Linked DNA regions of Mus musculus: regions 2 and 3 are each linked to region 1. The links are chromatin contacts, called in public promoter capture Hi-C maps. All regions are on one chromosome and are shown on one strand. Each heading gives the region's core, a stretch centred on a gene start, on an enhancer-like site or on the middle of the called end of the contact. The rest is flanking DNA. Distances are from core to core; before and after follow the strand shown. Region 1 holds the start of Klf11 (Kruppel-like factor 11). Region 2 holds the start of Adi1 (acireductone dioxygenase 1). Region 3 holds the start of Rnaseh1 (ribonuclease H1).

Region 1 (2,791 bases), core at 101-2,600:
TCTCCAAATACTATTAACATATTACTCTGGAGATTATTCTCCAACACATACGCCATAAAACCACGTGTGGAGAGAACAGGAGACAGTAGGGACGTTGGATGGGGCGGAGGCATTATAGGTAAGGGTGAACACGGGGAGTCAGAAATTCAGTGTGGGAATGAAGCAAAAACAATTTAAACAGGCCCAAGTAGAAGACTAACTCCATGTGTGTTAAATGCCCCAGTAGTTAGACATGTGAATTCACCTTTAAACACTCCTACTGTTACTTTCAACAAACTCCCTTTCTTTGGTTCACTTAATTCCATTGTCAAGCCAGTGTGAAACTGAGGAATCAGGGTTGCAACTATAACCCTTAGGCCTTACCAGCTTAAGGACAGGGCTCTCTGCCTGCCTGCCTCTCTGCCTGCTCACCTGTCTGATAAAAATAGGCAGCATAATGTCCAGCTCCTGTCTGCTCATATCAGCAATGATTCTCCCAGACCTCCACTAGTTTCAAGGCTCTGCAGTGAGGCATCAGGGGGTTAGTAGAGGGGTGCCCTATTGCTGCACTGTAGGTTGGAGGTGGGCACGACATACTGCATGCATTGACCTCTGCTCTCCAAGACTTGTGATGAGTGTACATGAATAACCGCACCTAAAGGCCCAAGGGGAAAAAACGGATACTCAGGATTTGGGTCAGGTCTCACGTAGGCCTGAGGACACCCCAAGTGGGTGTCCTTTGTATGGCCACTGGGGAGGATGCGCAGGCTTCATTAGGTACATGTCGAGTGGCTGACTACACGGCTGTAGTTCTTTTGTAGCAGAAGGCAGATTAGAGTAGGAAGAGCATTTGATCTGGCGCCATGCAGGAAAAAGCGGATGTCGTCCCTAAACCCAAGCAGCTTTCAAGCCTCTTCCTGGGCAGAGATGCGGTCCTAAGAGCCAACGACAGCTTAAAAGAAATTAGAGACAGGGTGAGGCCGTCCCTGTGGGTCCCGCCTACCAGATCCGTCCACGGCGTGGGGCCAGCGCGCGACCTCTGCGAGCAGCCCCTGCGGCAGAAGAGGACCTTACTGCGGTCGACTGCCGCCGCGCCGCCGCCGGGACCTTTCCCCTACTTTCCAGGCCTCACGCCCCGCCTCTAGCCCGGACCAAAACACGTGCCGCCGCCCGCCCCGCCGGATCACGCCGCAGCCAGGCTCCGATCACGCGCCCCCCCGCGGCGCCCATTGGCCCGCTTCTTGCCGGCCTGGCGCTGATTGGCTGGCGGCAGAGGCCATGCCCCCAGCAGGGAGCGGTGTATTTTGGTTTGCCCGCGCGCCCCGCCCAGGGCCGCTCCCTCCGTGGCGCCCCGCCCCTCCCGCGCCTCCCGGGCCGCGCGGAGGCAGAGCCGCGCGGCAAGGAAGGCGGAGGTGCGCGCCGGGAACAGACGCTCGGGACACCGCCGCCCGCCGCACACGTGCAGCCTCCGCCGCACGCAGGGCTCCTGCCTCGCAGCATTGCTGCCTGCAGGCCATACGGCACCATGCACTCGCCGGGCTCCACCGGCCCCGGCGACGGGCGCGCGGTAAGTGACGGGGCTGAGCGCGGGACGAGACGGGGGACGCGGGAGGGATGGCGACTTCTCGCTGCGGTGGGGGCTGCGGATTTGCTCTGGTCCGGACAGGGACCCGGAGGCTCGGCCGGGTCAGGGTGGGGAGGGGGGTGTGTTAGCGCGGCAGCCTGCCTTCAGCTTTGTCTCTGGTCCGCTGCGGCCCCGCCCGGCGCGGCTATTTCCAGCCATGACGTCACCCGAATCCAGAGGAGGACCGCTGTTGGATGTGGGCGCGGCTGGCGGGAACTTGGGGGCGGAGTCAAAGCTGGGGCGCAGCATGGGGGCGTGGCCAAAGCTAGGGCGTGGGCAAGCGTGCTTGGAGGAGATATTGGGGGAACTAGATGGGACCAAGGCGAAGGACATGGTGAAAGCACCTGGTAGTAGTGTAAGAGGGCGGAACCGAAGCTAGAGAGCTTGGTGAGAACCTCTGGTAGGACTGTGGGGCGGGGCCGATGTAAGAGTGCATAGTGAGAGTTTATCTAGGGGCGGGGCAAAGGCTAAGCCGAAGGGAGGGAGTGTGGTGAGAGCATCTGGTAGGAGTGCAGTGGGAGGGGCTGTGGGTGGAGCCAAAGTAAAGGTATCTCAGGAGGGTGTGGCCAGAGTGCCTGGATGGGGTTACGACGGAATGAGGAGCAAGGCAATAGTGTGTCTTGATAGGCGAGTGTGCAAGAGTGTGGTTCGAAGAGGTGTGTCAGCCAAGCTTAATGGGCTGGTAAGGGTAGAGCTGGGCGAAGGGTGGAGTCTAAGTGAGAAGGGGTGTGGTAAAATGGGACTTTGCAGGCTTGGGCCCAGGGACTGAGTGAAGTCATGGCAGGGACCTCTGTCAGAAGGTGTAGGGTGTGGAGCAACAGAACCTGATAGAAATGTAGGGGGCCAGAGAAGTGGTGCGGAGCAGGTTCCTGGTGAGAACACAGTATTACATGGACTCAAGGGAACCTACGTTCGCATTCTTTCCTAGTATGGGGCTGGACATTGATTCCACTTGAAGGCTCATAATCAAAATACCCTTCCAGGAGGTTGTCTGGCCCCTATGGTCATATCTTTGCCTGTTCAGTGAAGGGGAATCTGGACAGACAGGAAGTTTTGAAGCTCAGAAAATATGTATGGAAATATGTGTCTGTAGGCTTAAGTTTCTCTTTTGGACAGGCTAGGTTCCAGTCCCTTCCTCCCCACTCCTGCATGTAAAGGTGACATGGTATACAGGAGGAGACACCTTTC
Region 2 (2,791 bases), core at 169-2,668, 4.0 Mb after region 1:
GAATTTTGGTTTTTTGAGACAGGGTTTCTCTGTGTAGCTCTGGCTGTCCTGGAACTCACTCTGTAGACCAGGCTGGCTTCAAACTCAGAAATCTGCCTGCCTCTGGCTCCCAAGTGCTGGGATTAAAGGTGTGCGCCACCACTGACAAGCACAAAAAATTCTTTAAAGCTATCTGGTCCTCAGTTGTCATACTTTTAAACTACGGTAATTTTTTTCTATCAAAGATGGCTATCCCACCAAGGGCCACTATTCCACAAACCTCCCTATTTGTTAAAATCTTGTGTGGTCCTGTTACCCAACCCTGAGATGACAGCCATTTGTTGTTCTTACTCTTTATAACACCCTTGCCGTTTGCAGTTAACGAATTAGCATCATATTATGAGGTCTAAGTCCCACCAATGGAACTTTCTTTTTTCTTTCTTTCTTTCTTTTTTTTTTTAAGATTTATTTACTTATTATATGTAAGTATACTGTAGCTGTCTTCAGACACCCCAGAAGAGGGCGCCAGATCTCGTTATGGATGGTTGTGAGCCATCATGTGGTTGCTGGGAATTGAACTCAGGACCTTCAGAAGAGCAGTCAGTGCTCTTAACCACTGAGCCATCTCTCCAGCCCCCCCCCCCCCCATGGGACTTTCTTAATCAGATTTTGAAGAAACACCCATCTTTAATCTGTGCTGCACCTTCGGATAGCATGGAGGTTAGTTTCATTTACTTATTTTAGGTTTATTTAGAAGCGTTTTGCCTTGGATATGCAACACGTGTGAACATAGCCACAGAATTCAGAAGAGCGCAGCAGATCCCCCAGAACTGGAGTTATGGGTGGTTGTGAACTACCAAGTGGCTGCAGGGAATTGCATCTGGGTTCTCTGAAAGAGCAACAGATGCCCTTAACTGCTCGAGCCATCTTTTCAGCACCATGACGGGTTTATTTTAACAGTCATGTTAACATAGCTAGAATCACCTAGGAGGTGAGTAGTAATGAGAAACGGTCTAGATCAGGTTGGCCTGTGGCCTGTCTATGGGGGACTATCTAGATTGCATTAATTTAAAAAGAAAGTATAGAAAGGGTCCGAGCACTAGTGAACACACATGCATTCATTTCTCTCTGCTCTTGGCTATGAACTAGCTGCTTCAAGTTCCTCTTCTGACAATTCTGCTGCCCCGAATGATGGAATTTAACCTGGAACTGTGAGCCAAGTAAACCCTTTCTGCCTGAAAGCTGCCTTTGTAAGAATATTTTATCATAGCATTTGCAAGGAAAACAGGGTAGACACATAACTGCCGAGGAGGCTGTGGATATGCCACCACCTTCTCCAGAGGGTGAGACGCCTTTCCTGGTCCTGAATTCTACCTGAGCGGTCACGCCCTCCCGACAACTCCGCCCTACACCCCGCCCACCACCGTTGGGGCTCCTTCAAGCAACGCCCCTTCCAGCCAGTTAGTGGAAGCCGCCGCCGCCACCATGGTGCAGGCCTGGTATATGGACGAGTCCACCGCCGACCCGCGGAAGCCCCACCGCGCACAGCCCGACCGCCCCGTGAGCCTGGAGCAGCTGCGCACGCTCGGAGTGCTCTATTGGAAGGTACGAGTGCAGGCCGGAGCACCACGCGCCTGCGCACGCGCACGCCGTGACGGGGTGGGCCGGGTGGGGGTGGGGATGGGGGCTAGGGTGCTGCGCAAGCTCAGCAAGGCCGCCGTTTCCAGAGATTTCCATAACTGCAGAGAAGGCTTTGGGCTGGTGGCGCCTGCTTTCCTCTTGGTACTCGCGCGCGTTCACAGCTAGTGTTTGCAAACGCACGGCCAGCTGCCAGTCACATGGTAGTGTCACGGGTAACGCAGTTCAAACACAGGAAAGCCGCAGAGAATCTGGGGTTAGTGGAGGGGTAACTGGATCTAGCCTGTGTGCATTGGTATGGTCAAAATGAAGTGCAAACCAACTGGCCTTGGAGCCATGCCTGAGGAACGTTTGATGAGTCCTTTGCAGAGTCATGCCCCTTAAAAACCATGAAGGCCTGCTCACCACATGCTGTGCTCACAGCTGAAGCAGCGTCCACAGGTCGGGTGGCCACGTTAAGGTGGGAACGACGCTCAAATCCATGTCTGCAAGTAATAGGAGGATATTTTTGGGATAGGAAGCGGGGGAAATAGGTGATTGGAGAAGAATCTGGGTTGTGCACATATGAAATCAAGGCTTTGCATGGGACGGACTTGGTGATGCAATTTTGTCCTGGATCAGCAAGCATGGCTTCAGGGTTGTGGGGTTGGGGTCAGCAAGGCCTCTGGCATTCCTGTTGAGTTAGTCTTTGCTCCCACGGCAGAAGTTGCTAGGGAAAGGGGACAGAGCAGGGTGACAGAAAGGCCCCTTATGACTACAACGTTGGAGTGAAAGAGCTTTTGGAATACTGCCTTCGTCCCTTCCTTCGATCATCACGGATACCTTAGATTAGGAGTCACACTCAGGACTTTGTATCTACACCAGATCTGTAAACAACAGGAACTGGCTGCCCAGTAGAGACTGGAACCCGATTAGGTGCTTTGGGTGTCTGGTGAAGGCCCCCTCATAGCTGACTTCTATGAAACCTTAAACAGCTCCTCAGGGCAGTAGAGCCACTCATCTCAATCAGGAGCAGCTGTGACCCCACCGGGAGCCAGGAGGCCCACCTCTTACGTCATCCTGTGGGTGAAGTTTCCACATTAGGAAGGGGCGCATTCAGCCAGTTCCAGGGGGTCTCATGTTCTCTCCTGGCCTTTGTGGACACCAGACACTAGAGTGGTGCCCAGACATACAA
Region 3 (2,791 bases), core at 116-2,615, 4.0 Mb after region 1:
TTATCCCTGACTCCTCAGTCTGGGATGACAGGCAAGTACCACCACACCCGGTTTCCGAGACACTGGATATATCCATACCCCCTTCTTTTGTTTTTTTTTTTTTTCTTTTTTTTTCTTTCTTACCCCCTTTTTTAAACTTTAGAATATTGTTGGTATTTTGAGGTTTTATTTGAGTTGATAGACATTAATACTTGCTACATAGAAATAAAAAGAAGGGATGAGAGGAAGTTCTGGCAGGGCCTATGCCCAATATATGTGAGACCCTAATTTCAATCTCCAGTGCCAGGATTCATCGTGTAGCCAAGACTGCCCTTGAACTTGCAGTAATCCTCTTGCTGTAGTCTACACAGTACTGGGATAATAGGTTTGAGGCACCATGTCTGGCTTCAAATATTAAAAAACAAACAAACAAACAAAAACTCTGGTGGCGCTGGAGAGATGGCTCACTCATTAAGAATAGTGGCTGCTTTTGCAAAGGCTTGAGTTCCAATCCCAGGGGAGCCAATGCCATTTCCTGACCTCTGTGGGCAGAAAGTATGTCTGTGGCACAAACATAGATGCAAGCGAAACACTCATACACATGAACTAAAGTAATACATAAATAAACAACTGATTTCTAAAGGAAAGAGAAGGGTAGAGTTGCTTTACATTCTACAAACCACACCGACAGCTGGCTGAAGGGCAAACAATCAGAGACAACCATTAAAGGGAAATTTTCCCTTCCCTATTTTTTCTTTATATTTAGAAAAACTTTTCATACTCATGACTTCAAGGAATATACATTTATTACTTTAAAATTGCATCTATGTGTTGGTGTGTGCGTGCATTATCATTGGTGCATATGTGCGAAGGTCAGAGGACAACTTGTGGGAGAGTTGTTAAGCTTGGTGGCAAGTGCCTTCACTTTCAAAGTCGCCTTGGTAGTCCCTAAGGAGTAGATTTTAAAATTTTAGTTGATTTTGGGTTATAAAAACGATTCCCCAGTTTGCAACAGTGACTTGCTTCATTCTATGTAGTCCAGAATTATATGGCCAGAGTGTTGTTATGTATTCATGACATCTTCTCATTCATTGCTGGCAAAGGGGAGGGGAACCCTATTCTGCAGAGTTGGGCATCCTAGAATATGGGATGTAGTTTTACAGGGGCTCATTGTCTTCACATCTATTCCCTCATTCGGCCATCATCCTCTCATTCCTTCTTTCCCCTCTTCCTCTCGCTTCCAAATCAGTTTTGCTGTGCTGGGATTGGACTAGGCACTCGGCAGCTGGGAAACACCTCTGTCTCCAGGCCGAACGTCTCCACCGACGTCTAAGAAACCGAAGACACAATCCTCGGCCCCGCCCCTCTCCGCGACGGGCGCCTCGCGACGTCACCTTCCTGAGCCGGAAGTGTGTCGGCTCGCCGGCGGGAGGCTCGCGGGCAGCAATGTGGGTTGCCGCGCTGGCGTGAGTGATGCGCTGGCTGCTGCCGCTGTCCCGCACAGTGACACTGGCCGTCGTACGCCTGAGGCGAGGCATTTGCGGGCTCGGGATGTTCTATGCGGTGAGGAGAGGCCGCAGGACCGGAGTCTTCCTGAGTTGGTGAGACGGAGCCTGGCGGAGCCCTTTATTCTAAACACCTAACAGCTCGTTTAGCCCTTCCGTGTTGTAGTCAAATCCTCCCAAAGAGAACACATGGTCACCGCAGCCAGAATTTACACAAGGCTTCCCACGTTCTGATCGTTCCTGTGTGTGGGTGTTTTGTTTTTTGACACAGGACCTCATGTAGTCCAGACTGCTGAGCTCATTGGTTTGGGCCACCACGCCCAACTTCCTCGTGTTTTCATCTTTTAAACATTTTTCATACCTACTGGGTGACTTTTCTCGAGCCGATTATGTGCCAAATTGAACTTCTGGTCTTTCTGCCTTCACTAACCAAACGCAGGGATTTCAGATAGGCACCGTTATGCTCAATTTGTGTACTGCAGGTGTTTGAACCCAGGGCTTGTGCATACTAGGCCAGCAGCTGAGCTACATCCTCATCCCCGACTGTTTTTAAGAAGGAAAATCGTGGTGAGATGTGTTGTCACATGTTTGTAATTCCAGCACTGTTGAGGTGGAGGCAGGAGGATCACTACAAGTTAGAGGCCAGCATGGGCTGTGGAAGAGATGAGGGAGGGGGAGAGGTGGAGAGTCTCAAGCCAGAAGCTGGTCTTTGCCTTTGGATCCATGTCGCAGCCCTTGGAGGCAAGATGAAGTTTTCAGTTTCACCGGTACTGTGGCAGTTCCCAGGTCAAATGAGAGGCAGAATCGGGGCTTAAGTCCAGGTTTGGGAGTATATGACAGCTAACTTCTAATATCAAGGTTTGTTGTCCCTGTGACCTGGATGTTTCCCTAGGCACAGCTGAGACAGTACTAAGGAAGAAATATATCCACTGCCAACCCTTTTTCTGTGATTGAGTCTTAAAGATAACAAAATTTTAGTATGTGCTGGAGTTGTGGAAGACCTTGTGGTATTAGTATGCTATTTGGATTGGATGGCATTTAGCAGAATGGGCTGTCAGGTCTTAACATGTAAAATGAAACCAAATTGAGGTGTGACCTTTGTCCCAAGGAATTGACAGCAGATCCCTTTGACTCACCATACAACACCAAACCTATAATCCATGAAAAGTCCTTGTATGTTAAACTTCATTCAGTTAAAAACTCCTGCTCTAGAAAAGACACTGGGCCAGGCATAGTGGCACAAGCCTTTAAATCCCCGCACTCAGGAGGCTGGGAGGCAGAGACATGTGCATCTCTGAATTCCAGGC

What was found. Promoter capture Hi-C pulls out the DNA fragments that hold promoters and counts their contacts.
Region 2: a contact with region 1 is called in a promoter capture Hi-C map of hematopoietic stem and progenitor cells. The contact joins the promoter of Adi1 here to the promoter of Klf11 in region 1.
Region 3: a contact with region 1 is called in a promoter capture Hi-C map of pre-B cells. The contact joins the promoter of Rnaseh1 here to the promoter of Klf11 in region 1. A contact is called at or near these places in 2 of 39 promoter capture datasets (pre-B cells and second pharyngeal arch cranial neural crest).

Annotation. Positions count from the first base shown.
Region 1 is chr12:24,650,021-24,652,811 of GRCm38.p6, forward strand. It overlaps Klf11 (Kruppel-like factor 11), which reads left to right and starts at 1,351. Exons shown (of 4, transcript NM_178357.3): 1 at 1,351-1,546. The coding sequence starts at 1,505.
Region 2 is chr12:28,673,789-28,676,579 of GRCm38.p6, forward strand. It overlaps Adi1 (acireductone dioxygenase 1), which reads left to right and starts at 1,419. Exons shown (of 4, transcript NM_134052.2): 1 at 1,419-1,584. The coding sequence starts at 1,465.
Region 3 is chr12:28,648,237-28,651,027 of GRCm38.p6, forward strand. It overlaps Rnaseh1 (ribonuclease H1), which reads left to right and starts at 1,366. Exons shown (of 8, transcript NM_011275.3): 1 at 1,366-1,580. The coding sequence starts at 1,453.